3 separate regions of the Mus musculus genome follow, and regions 1 and 3 are each linked to region 2. The links are chromatin contacts, called in public Hi-C and HiChIP or PLAC-seq maps. All regions are on one chromosome and are shown on one strand. Each heading gives the region's core, a stretch centred on a gene start, on an enhancer-like site or on the middle of the called end of the contact. The rest is flanking DNA. Distances are from core to core; before and after follow the strand shown. Region 1 overlaps Gm32645 (a long non-coding RNA gene). Region 2 has its middle 9.9 kb from the start of Rps24. Region 3 has its middle 8.4 kb from the start of Gm41112.

Region 1 (2,700 bases), core at 133-2,632, 920 kb before region 2:
GATATATGTGGAGTGTGTATCAGGTCGGGGGGATGGGGGGTAATGGGCACATTACCTGTAAGTGGGAGCATGAGTGGTCTGTGTATCTAGTTCAGGGTGTGTGGGTCTGTTAAATACAGGCGAGAGGTATGTCTATATATGTGTGTATATATGTGTGAGTGGAGGAGACATCATCTGAAAGAGAGGGTCTATGTATTGTGTACATGCTGAGAGCAGGTTGTCTATGGGTAGGAGTATGATAACATATAACACATGTATATACATATACATTGTGGCATGTGTGTGTGCTGTGGGCATGTTATCTGTAAGTGGGTTGTTCTGGGTGGGTTGTGTGTATATATGTATGGGGTATGTATTGTGTAGGGTGTGTATGTTGTGTATGTTGTATATGTTGTGGGCAGGTTATGGTCCAGTTGCCTGTGTGTGGCTGTGAATGTATTGTGGGCAGGTTGTTATCTGTGTGTGTGTACGTGTTATGTGTATTATGTGGGATGTCTATGTTGTGGGCAGGTTGTCTGTGTGTGGGTGGGTGTGATGTGCATATCTTGTGGGGTTTGTGTCTGGGGTGGGTAGGCTGTCTGTGGGGTGTGGGCTTTTTTTGTGGCTATGAGTATGAGATCAGCCTTGAGCATGTGGGCGCATGGGGAGGTAGGAGCAGGCAGGCGGGCAGGCAGGCAGGCAGGCTGACGGCCAGGGCCTCCCCCGCCCTGTGCACAGTGGCTGGGTTGACAGCCGGGCGGAGAAGAAAACTAGACGTCAGGGAAATCAGTCAGAGACAAATCGATTCCCTTTAGAGGTGAGAAAAAGCAGATGCTGCGGCTGCTGGTGGCCTGTTAGGCTCCAAGCCACATCCATCTCAGCCCGCCCCTCTTCTGCTGCCTGCCAACGCCCCGCCTTTGTTAGGGGCCTCGCTGTGGGCCTGCTGCCTCACTGTCTTGCCAGCTTTTCTATGGCAGGGCACTCCCCTGCATGGAGTGCCATACTGGTGCAGGGTGTTCATAAACCTGCACACGAGGGTGCATGTACCAGCATGGCACTGGAGAGGCAGGAACCTGGTCATGGCTCTCATCCCAGGGCACCGAAGTCACAGGCAAATGACCAGTAGCTTGCTTATGGACATCCAGGGAGCACAACAAGGCTGGACCTTAGAGATGTGTCCCATGGGCAGTACAGCCAAGATGACTCCCACATGCATGCAGGTCTCAGCAGTAGGAATCCAACCTGAGACCAGGGAAGAGCATCAGGCTCCGAACCCTGCTGCCTGCCAAGTGGCCCTGAGTGTCCAGACTCACATGGGAGCCCAGGCTTTACTTGGTCCTTGGAGTGTCATGTGCCCCTGGACTGCAAGCTAGGCTCAGCTGTCTGGATAGTGGCCAGCACAGTCAGGCCTGACTCCTGGGCTGGGTCTTGCTGATTCTTCAGCTGTCAGTTTGCCTAGATCCCAGGCCTCCTCTGCACCCCCTTTCCCATTAGATTTCAATAGCCAAGACAGATCAGGAAACCAGGGCCAGGCCTGTGCCTGCCTAGGGACAGGGACTCACTTACATGTGGAGCTGAGTTCTTCTGTCTAGTCTCTGGATTGACAACTCGGGCCTGCCTTCAGAAAATGTGGATACTGGTTGGGCACTGGTACACAGTGCCTCCTCTGTGACTGAGGAGCAGAGAAACATGTTGGAAGGCCTCTACAACCCTAGACCTTCCTCCTCCCCTCCTCCCCTCCTCCCCTCTCTCTCCTCCCCTCCTTCCCTCCTCTCCTCCTCCTCCTCCTCCTCCTCCTCCTTGAGGCTGGATGTTTTAATTGAAGCTGACCTCCGCAGGAGGATTCTGCTTCTACTTACTCTTCCGGCTTCCCTAAGAACTGTCCCTGAACTCTGAGACTTCATGTTCTTGCCCAGGGACCAATGGCTCTACAAGCACTGTGGTTCTCCCTTTCTTCTCTTAGACAGACAGCAGGCTTTGTCTGGTACAGATGTCCTATAGTTTACCACGAGACATCTGAGGGCACGTTACCCAGCTGAGCAGCTGGTAGAGGCAGCCATTGCTGGGGTTTGGTTTCAGCAGTGCCTGATGCTGGCCTTCGAGATTAATCTCAACTCCAGACTCCCAGGCACATTCCGACACATCTCTACTTGCCCGAGCTGGTCGCATTCTAAAATTTGGAATTTGCACCCATCAGACCTGAGCTCCTAGCTCTGGCTGTGTGTCTGCAGACAGACACTACACCTCTCTATGCCTTGTGTTCTCTTATGTTGGGGGAAAAAGAGCCTTGCTCACCCCAGAGGAAGTCAGAGAAAGTCACAGGCACAAGAGCTGCTGGGAGAAACAGCTGTGTTTCGGCTACTGGTAGTCAGGGACTTGCTCATGGGAGTCTTTCCAGGGCCCACCCATGGTCATGATCTTCATTGTCCAGACAGATGGGAGAGGCCAAGAATCAGTCTACAAACACTGATTGAACCAGTTTGGGGCCAAGCCTTGCTATGGGCAGATAGCACTTGGCATAGTGCCTAGCCTATGGGATGTATTCAAAGATATGGCTGCTGAAAGAATAGGTGGATGTGGGCATGGATGTTGTTAGATGTCCCTTGCTCCCAGAGAGGTTACAGTCTCACTGGGTCCTGCTGGGGTATCAGACACAGGGTGGGGATAGAAGAGTAGACTCTGACTCCTTTACTGTTTCTGTATAAGAAAACTGAGCTTGGG
Region 2 (2,899 bases), core at 52-2,551:
ACAACAACAAAAGAGGCCCTCTGCTTCTCTGGGAAATCAGGTAGTTATCTGGCTTAACCTGTACCCTCTACTGTGGAGAGTTATGACTCAGTGGTCTTGCTGGTGGGGTGGGCAGTTTCTAACCAAATGCTGTGTATCATCAGACACGGTGGGAGTCAGCAGAAGGCTGGAATCTCCCTTGGTATTGGATACTTCTATAGGCTCATATTGGCCAATGCCAGAGGCTCAATGCCTAACTCGGCATTCAACTTCTTCAGTGCGCAGCCACTATAGACATAAGATACCAGTCCTTTGTATTAAGGAGGGAAATGCTGAAGTCACTGTGAGACAATGTATTTTCTGAAGAAACACGTGCAGCCAAGAGGAGACCATGATGTAAATCTTTCCTTCTTCCAAACACACAGAATAGAAATCTATATAGAGGCAAATCCTGGGTGTCTAAGGACCTGAAAAAAAAAAATCCAATTTGGTAGGTTCCACCTTACTGCCTTGCAAGTCCCTGGAAAGGCTTACTGAAACGTACACCAGAGATGGATGTCATGTCACAGCCCCTGCAGTGTCCTTGCACCACATGCCTTTCAGAGTCTGAGCTGGGCTCTTCCCCGGCCCCCTGGGGCAGGACTTGTATGTTGTTATCTGCATGTGTGTATTTACACTTATTTTTAAAAGCAGAGGATCTATAAGCCTGACGCTTCTTCTGTAGGAGGGGAGGATAGACCAGGAGACAGAAAGGGGGGTTGTCGGCTTCCTCCTTTCTTCCCTAGGGCAGGATTTTTAGACATGGAGAGAAAGAGGGGCTGAGAGCCACCTAATGAAAGCTACTCCCTTCAATCTCCTGGGAAACTGGGGCCCAGAGGTGAAGGAAAACTGCCCCAAACCACAAAATGAAGACTCGAAATTGGCTCCTGTTCCCATCTAAACAAGACAACACTATGACACGGAAGCACGTTGAACGCTGAGCCATAATCGGCTACTGGGGTTCTAGTGCTCTGCCCTCCAAAGGAACTGTAAGCTGCCTGGCTGGGCAGCTACAAAAGGGGAATGTTGTTTGCAGAGGATCTTCAGAGACCTTGCCCCACGGATGGGTAGGCATCGCCATGCACATGTGAACAGCAGCAAGCCCTCCAGGTTCAGTTTCACCACGAGGGCTGAATCCTGTAAACAAGATTACCACCCCGGCAGACCTTCCCGGAAGAAGAAAGGCTGACCCCTCAGCTAATCTGGCAGCAGGCTTTCTTCAGGCTTCCCGAGAGCAGCAGCAGCAGCCGCCGGGACAACAAAGCCGGCGATTCCAAGCCTGAATCCACAGTGCCCCCTCGTGGAAGACAGCCGCAGGGACCACTTTTATTCCACCAAGGAAGGTTCAGTATTATGGCTATCAAAAGCATCCATTGCTGGCCCCCACAGTTGTCTCCTCCCCCAATACCCTTAACTTTACTCCGCGCCAAATGTACCTGCCAGGCTTGCTAAAACCCAGGTAACTGGGCTCCACTCTCACTTTCCAGTAGTTGACTGAGTACGGTCCGGAAATTTGCAGATCTAATAAGTTAGCAATTGGTGCTGTGGCTAGAGTGAATACCCATGACCTTCCTTAGCTACTCTGGCTCATTAGGCTGACTATTTAGCTCCCTGTAAACCTCAACATCTTCATCTGCAAAATGGGCTTATTTGTGCCTCCCTCCTAGACTCAGATCCCAGTATAATCTCAATAAATCTGTTCATGTGTTTATCACATGTATATATTTACACGTGCATGCACATATGGAGGCCAGAAGTAGACCTCAGATCTCCTCTCATCATTTAGGCTTAGGCTGGAAAGCGTCCCAGAAATCTGCCTGTGGCTTTCCTGGCACTAGGGTTACGGGTATCCGCTTCAGCCCAGCTCTTCTGTAGGCGATAGGGATTTAAACTCAAGTCCTCACAAGTGCAAGAACTTTATCCACTAAGCATCTCCCTAGTTTTGTGCCCGGAATGTTTATTAGCAGTAGTTGTAGTATTATCATTCATCCACAAGCTTCTCTTGGACAAGACCTGTCACATCGAGAGACATCGGCAGAAAAGACCTTTGTGAACTTTGAGTCCAAGCCTCAAAGCTGTTAAATTTTCAGATGAATGAATGCTCCCACTCCGAGCTACAAAGTGAACACAGGTGAACAGCTGAGTATTTTTAACAAAGCCTCACTACTCAACCCTGCTCTTGTACCTGCTATAGAGGGAGGGGTGGGAGCCCTCTGTTCCCCAACAGCTCCTGCTGCTGGACGCTGAGGAGCAGGAACCGGGCCGGGCCGTTTCCCAGTACACTGCTCAAATACCCGCTCATCAGCCCTCTCCAGCTGTAATCTTCCCATCGTGCCTGATGAGCAGTCAAACGGCTCAAGTATTCTGTGTGGAAAAACTCAGCGTGTGACAAGGACACTCCACTTACTGTTCAATCTCTAATTCTCCACATTTCTTTTACTCAACCAAAATAATGAATGAGAAAAGTCCTCAGCCTGGCACACGGGGTCTTCCTGGGGTTGTTCCCTGCTGACCTTTGGGGGGGGGGGGGGGCGGCTTGCTCCATCAGGTCTTATCCTCCCACTCCCAGCCTGAAGACTATGGGAGACAGGGCCTCAGGTCTGGCATAGGAGGAAAGTCTGGAGAACGGAGGAACAGCTGTGTAGTGCTTTGGGACTCAAGAATTTGTGCTGTCCACATTGATAACCCAGAGTCAGCCAGCTATCTTTGCTGGTCTGAGGTCTGTTCAGAATGGGATTTCTCCTGTAAAAACAGCAGGAGTTAAGGGCAACTGTCTGAAGCCACCTAAACAAATTCAGGATTTCCATCTTTCCCCTGCCCCACCACAGAACGGCCACTCCCTCACGCACCTGCTTAATCATTTTTCATGGCCTTGAATGTG
Region 3 (2,982 bases), core at 2-2,501, 540 kb before region 2:
GCCTCCTCCAAAATGGACCCCAGTTCTCCTTCCCCCCCTAGTATTCAGCCACTGTACAATGCTCTCCCTTGAGCGTATGCTGGACCCAGCAACTTGTTTCTAACAAACCAAATACAGAACTATATAGGAGTACCATACTAAAGATCATGTTATTAAAAAGTGTATATGGTCCATCTTAGGCACACTCATTGCTCATGATGAAAGAAACCTTCTACAGCGAGGTCTGTGCAGCCACAGAGAAGGACTTTCAGGGCAACAGTTAGAGAGGAACTGAGCCCTTTGTCCAACAAGCTCCTCAATAGGCCCTTGCAAAAACCTCCATGCATGGGAGAGGAGAGGGGAGGACCTGCCTCAGTCAGGCCATCAGATGCACCACAGCCTCGTTCCTGACTTTGTGCATCCAGAGATCCCATGAGACGATGCACACTTGTTGTTCTGATCTCTGTGCTTGGAGTCATTTGTTACGCAGCTCATTTCTTTCCTCATGATGTACAAAGACTAAATGGGTACTTGGTGAGCTAAGAGGTTATTGCACATGTGAGATGGTCTCAGCCTGACCTTCATGGGTGTCCTTGCTAGAAGGATGACAAGGACATTAGTGGTCTCACTTTTTTAAGGTTCTGGCTACTCAGCCCTTCCCAGATAGAGAAAGCAGAGGCAAGTGCCTTTGTCTGCGTTGTCAATTGCTCTGTTCCCAGACCATCCCCTAGTGTCTGCATGAGGGATGTACTCAGATGGAGAAAGTGGTGAAGGCTGACCTGGAGGGACCAGAGGCAACTGGCAAGAACCTGCTATGTAGATCAGAAAGCTGTCCCACTGGAGTTGGGCAGGTGGCATGCTCAGCTCCTGGGCCACTCCAGCTTCCTGGCTCTGGCTCTCACTCCGGCTTCAGGGAATGAAAGAGGCAGGGTCTGTGACTTCTCTGAGTTCCCAGATTCTGGTCAAATTTCAGGAAACTTCAGAAGAATAGGGTCTGAGGTCTGCTTCAAACACAGCAGGAAAGAGAACTTACAGACTGTTGTTGTTTTTTTCTTTTTTAAGTTTGTATTTTGGTTTTATTTTTGTAACACTGAAGAAGCCCTGAAGTTGCACGATCCTCTACTTTAAAAGGAGTTGTGGGAAGGTGGGGGAGCAGGGTGAGGAATCTTACAAAGCTGAAACCTTCTGGTGCTTGTTAAAAACAACAGAACAGCCATCTCCCCTCCCCTCAGGGCTGGCTGGCTTGACCCTCCGCTCTCCAGAATCTCTGGTTTTATTTTATAATCTGACTCGGCTGCAAACTCTGCAGCTATGCAGCTGACTTTTTACAGCCACGGCTGGGGAATGACTTCATCTTGGTGAATTTATGGGTCACGGCAGAGGATGGAGCAGAGGAACCTGGAGGGGGGGGGGAGTTTGCAGCCTATCCTGCCCCACCTTGGGTGATGATTTTCCCAGTCATGGCCTTGCAGAGCCAGCTCTTGCCCTGCTGTGGTGTTACGAGTTGGGGTGTCGCGCCAGAATCCCCTGACGATGTCTGACATGGTTGTGAACTCTCAGTAGAGCACAGGAGCTGGAAAGTGAGCCTTAGGGGTGGCCCAGCACATTCCAAAACCAAGAAAAGAGTCCAGGGCACCTGAGAGGCGTTTCTACTCTCAGGCATGGGGTTGGTTGGGCTTGGGGACATATGTTGCTCCAGAGACAGTGTGTTGGCAATGTTTGCCCCTAGGCTGACAGGGACTGGACTGGCACCAATCTCTCAGCTGCCATCTTTCCCCCTCCTGCCTTCTTAAAACACGGCTCCCGGAGCAAGTGCTGCCCTTCCTGCCTCTAGCTTCTCCCCAGATGTTTCCTGAGTTCTATCGCTCCTTGGCTAGCACAGCAACTCCCAGAAGTCTTGACAACCTGCCACTCAGGGTCATGGAGTCTGCTTTGATGATGGCCTGAAGATAGGTGGTCTAGGTATATATGCTAACCTTGAGAACTACCACGCCTAGAATCTGTTCACCTTCCTGCTACTCTCTGTCTGCCCTCTGCCCCAAATACATGACACAGAGTTAACACTTAGAGACACTTTGAACCAGGAGATATTTCTGAAATTCATGGGATAAACTACCCTCGGCCACAGTACCCCACTCCATGCTCGTGTGCATACATGTGTGTGTGTGTGTGTGTGTGTGTGTGTGTGTGTGTGAGAGAGAGAGAGAGAGAGAGAGAGAGAGAGAGAGAGAGAGAGAGAGAGAGAGGTGTGTGATGTCTGTATATATGTATATTGTAGCCTGAGAGCCTTGACTCTTCCTGAGCTGGACTGTGGACAGTTGAGGCTCAGAATCAAGCCGAAAGCTTCACCATCCCTGAGCCCTGCGATTTGGGGACACCACCGCATGCCCTGAGATATAGCTATTTCCATCTGATGGCACATGAAATAACCTTTCTGTCATCCCACGAGTGGATGACAAAGGCAGGTGGGGTTGACTGGGAAGACTCTGAAGCTGGGGATGACCCCGATTCTTTCCCACAACTCACTGTGAGACAAGTCTTGGGACAAGCAGTAGGGGGCAAGCCACAGTCCTCACCCTCCATGTTCTTGCAGACAAGGAGGCAAGGCAGCCAGGAAGACTCCAACTCCCTGGCTTGGTGGAGGTTTCACTACACAAATGCAGACAGGCCTTGCAGGGGCTGGAGATGTGACTCAGTGCTTGAGAGCATTTGCTGCTCTTACACAGGACCCACGTGGTGCTTTCCAACCATATCTAACTATGCTTCCAGGGGATCTGACACTCTCTCTGATCTCCTCAGGTACCAGGCATGTGCGTGGTACACAGACATGTGTGTAGGCAAATTCTTATGCAAGCAGTCAGTAAATCTAACAAAAATTTAAAAAGTTAAAAACGGTCTTGCTGACTGATATCTGAACTGAACTTGGACAAAGAAGTTTTCAGATAGACACGGCAAAAGACAAAAGTGTGATTTGGAAGGAGAGTGACTATTATGGTCTGGATG

Evidence for each region. Hi-C and Micro-C count contacts between places; a contact is called where the count stands out from the background. HiChIP or PLAC-seq counts read pairs in DNA pulled down with a chosen protein or histone mark.
Region 1: an H3K4me3 HiChIP or PLAC-seq map of embryonic forebrain shows a contact between it and region 2, with 6 times the contacts expected there. The contact joins two enhancer-like sites. A contact is called at or near these places in 3 of 39 promoter capture datasets (3T3-L1-derived adipocytes, cranial neural crest and second pharyngeal arch cranial neural crest) and 16 of 115 datasets of contacts at active chromatin or transcription factors (bone marrow-derived macrophages, cardiomyocytes, craniofacial prominence and 12 more).
Region 3: a Hi-C map of uterus shows a contact between it and region 2, with 5 times the contacts expected there. The contact joins two enhancer-like sites. A contact is called at or near these places in 6 of 39 promoter capture datasets (the 3T3-L1 cell line, 3T3-L1-derived adipocytes, frontonasal cranial neural crest and 2 more), 3 of 484 Hi-C or Micro-C datasets (nephron progenitors and uterus), 6 of 115 datasets of contacts at active chromatin or transcription factors (bone marrow-derived macrophages, craniofacial prominence, embryonic basal ganglia and 3 more) and 1 of 9 other capture datasets (embryonic stem cells).

The regions. Positions count from the first base shown.
Region 1 is chr14:25,419,868-25,422,567 of GRCm38.p6, reverse strand. It overlaps Gm32645 (a long non-coding RNA gene), which reads right to left. Exons shown (of 7, transcript XR_003951092.1): 6 at 1,546-1,651. Among named protein-coding and RNA genes, the nearest start is that of Zmiz1os1, 14 kb to the right of the region's middle. Within about 2 kb of position 1,382, at least 98 of the 459 cell types and tissues checked have an H3K27ac peak or open chromatin away from gene starts, as enhancers often do. A contact at or near this core is called in embryonic forebrain and forebrain, where this site is marked.
Region 2 is chr14:24,499,108-24,502,006 of GRCm38.p6, reverse strand. No RefSeq gene overlaps it. Among named protein-coding and RNA genes, the nearest start is that of Rps24, 9.9 kb to the right of the region's middle. Within about 2 kb of position 1,301, at least 89 of the 459 cell types and tissues checked have an H3K27ac peak or open chromatin away from gene starts, as enhancers often do. A contact at or near this core is called in embryonic forebrain, forebrain and uterus, where this site is marked.
Region 3 is chr14:25,040,775-25,043,756 of GRCm38.p6, reverse strand. No RefSeq gene overlaps it. Among named protein-coding and RNA genes, the nearest start is that of Gm41112, 8.4 kb to the left of the region's middle. Within about 2 kb of position 1,251, at least 27 of the 459 cell types and tissues checked have an H3K27ac peak or open chromatin away from gene starts, as enhancers often do. A contact at or near this core is called in uterus, where this site is marked.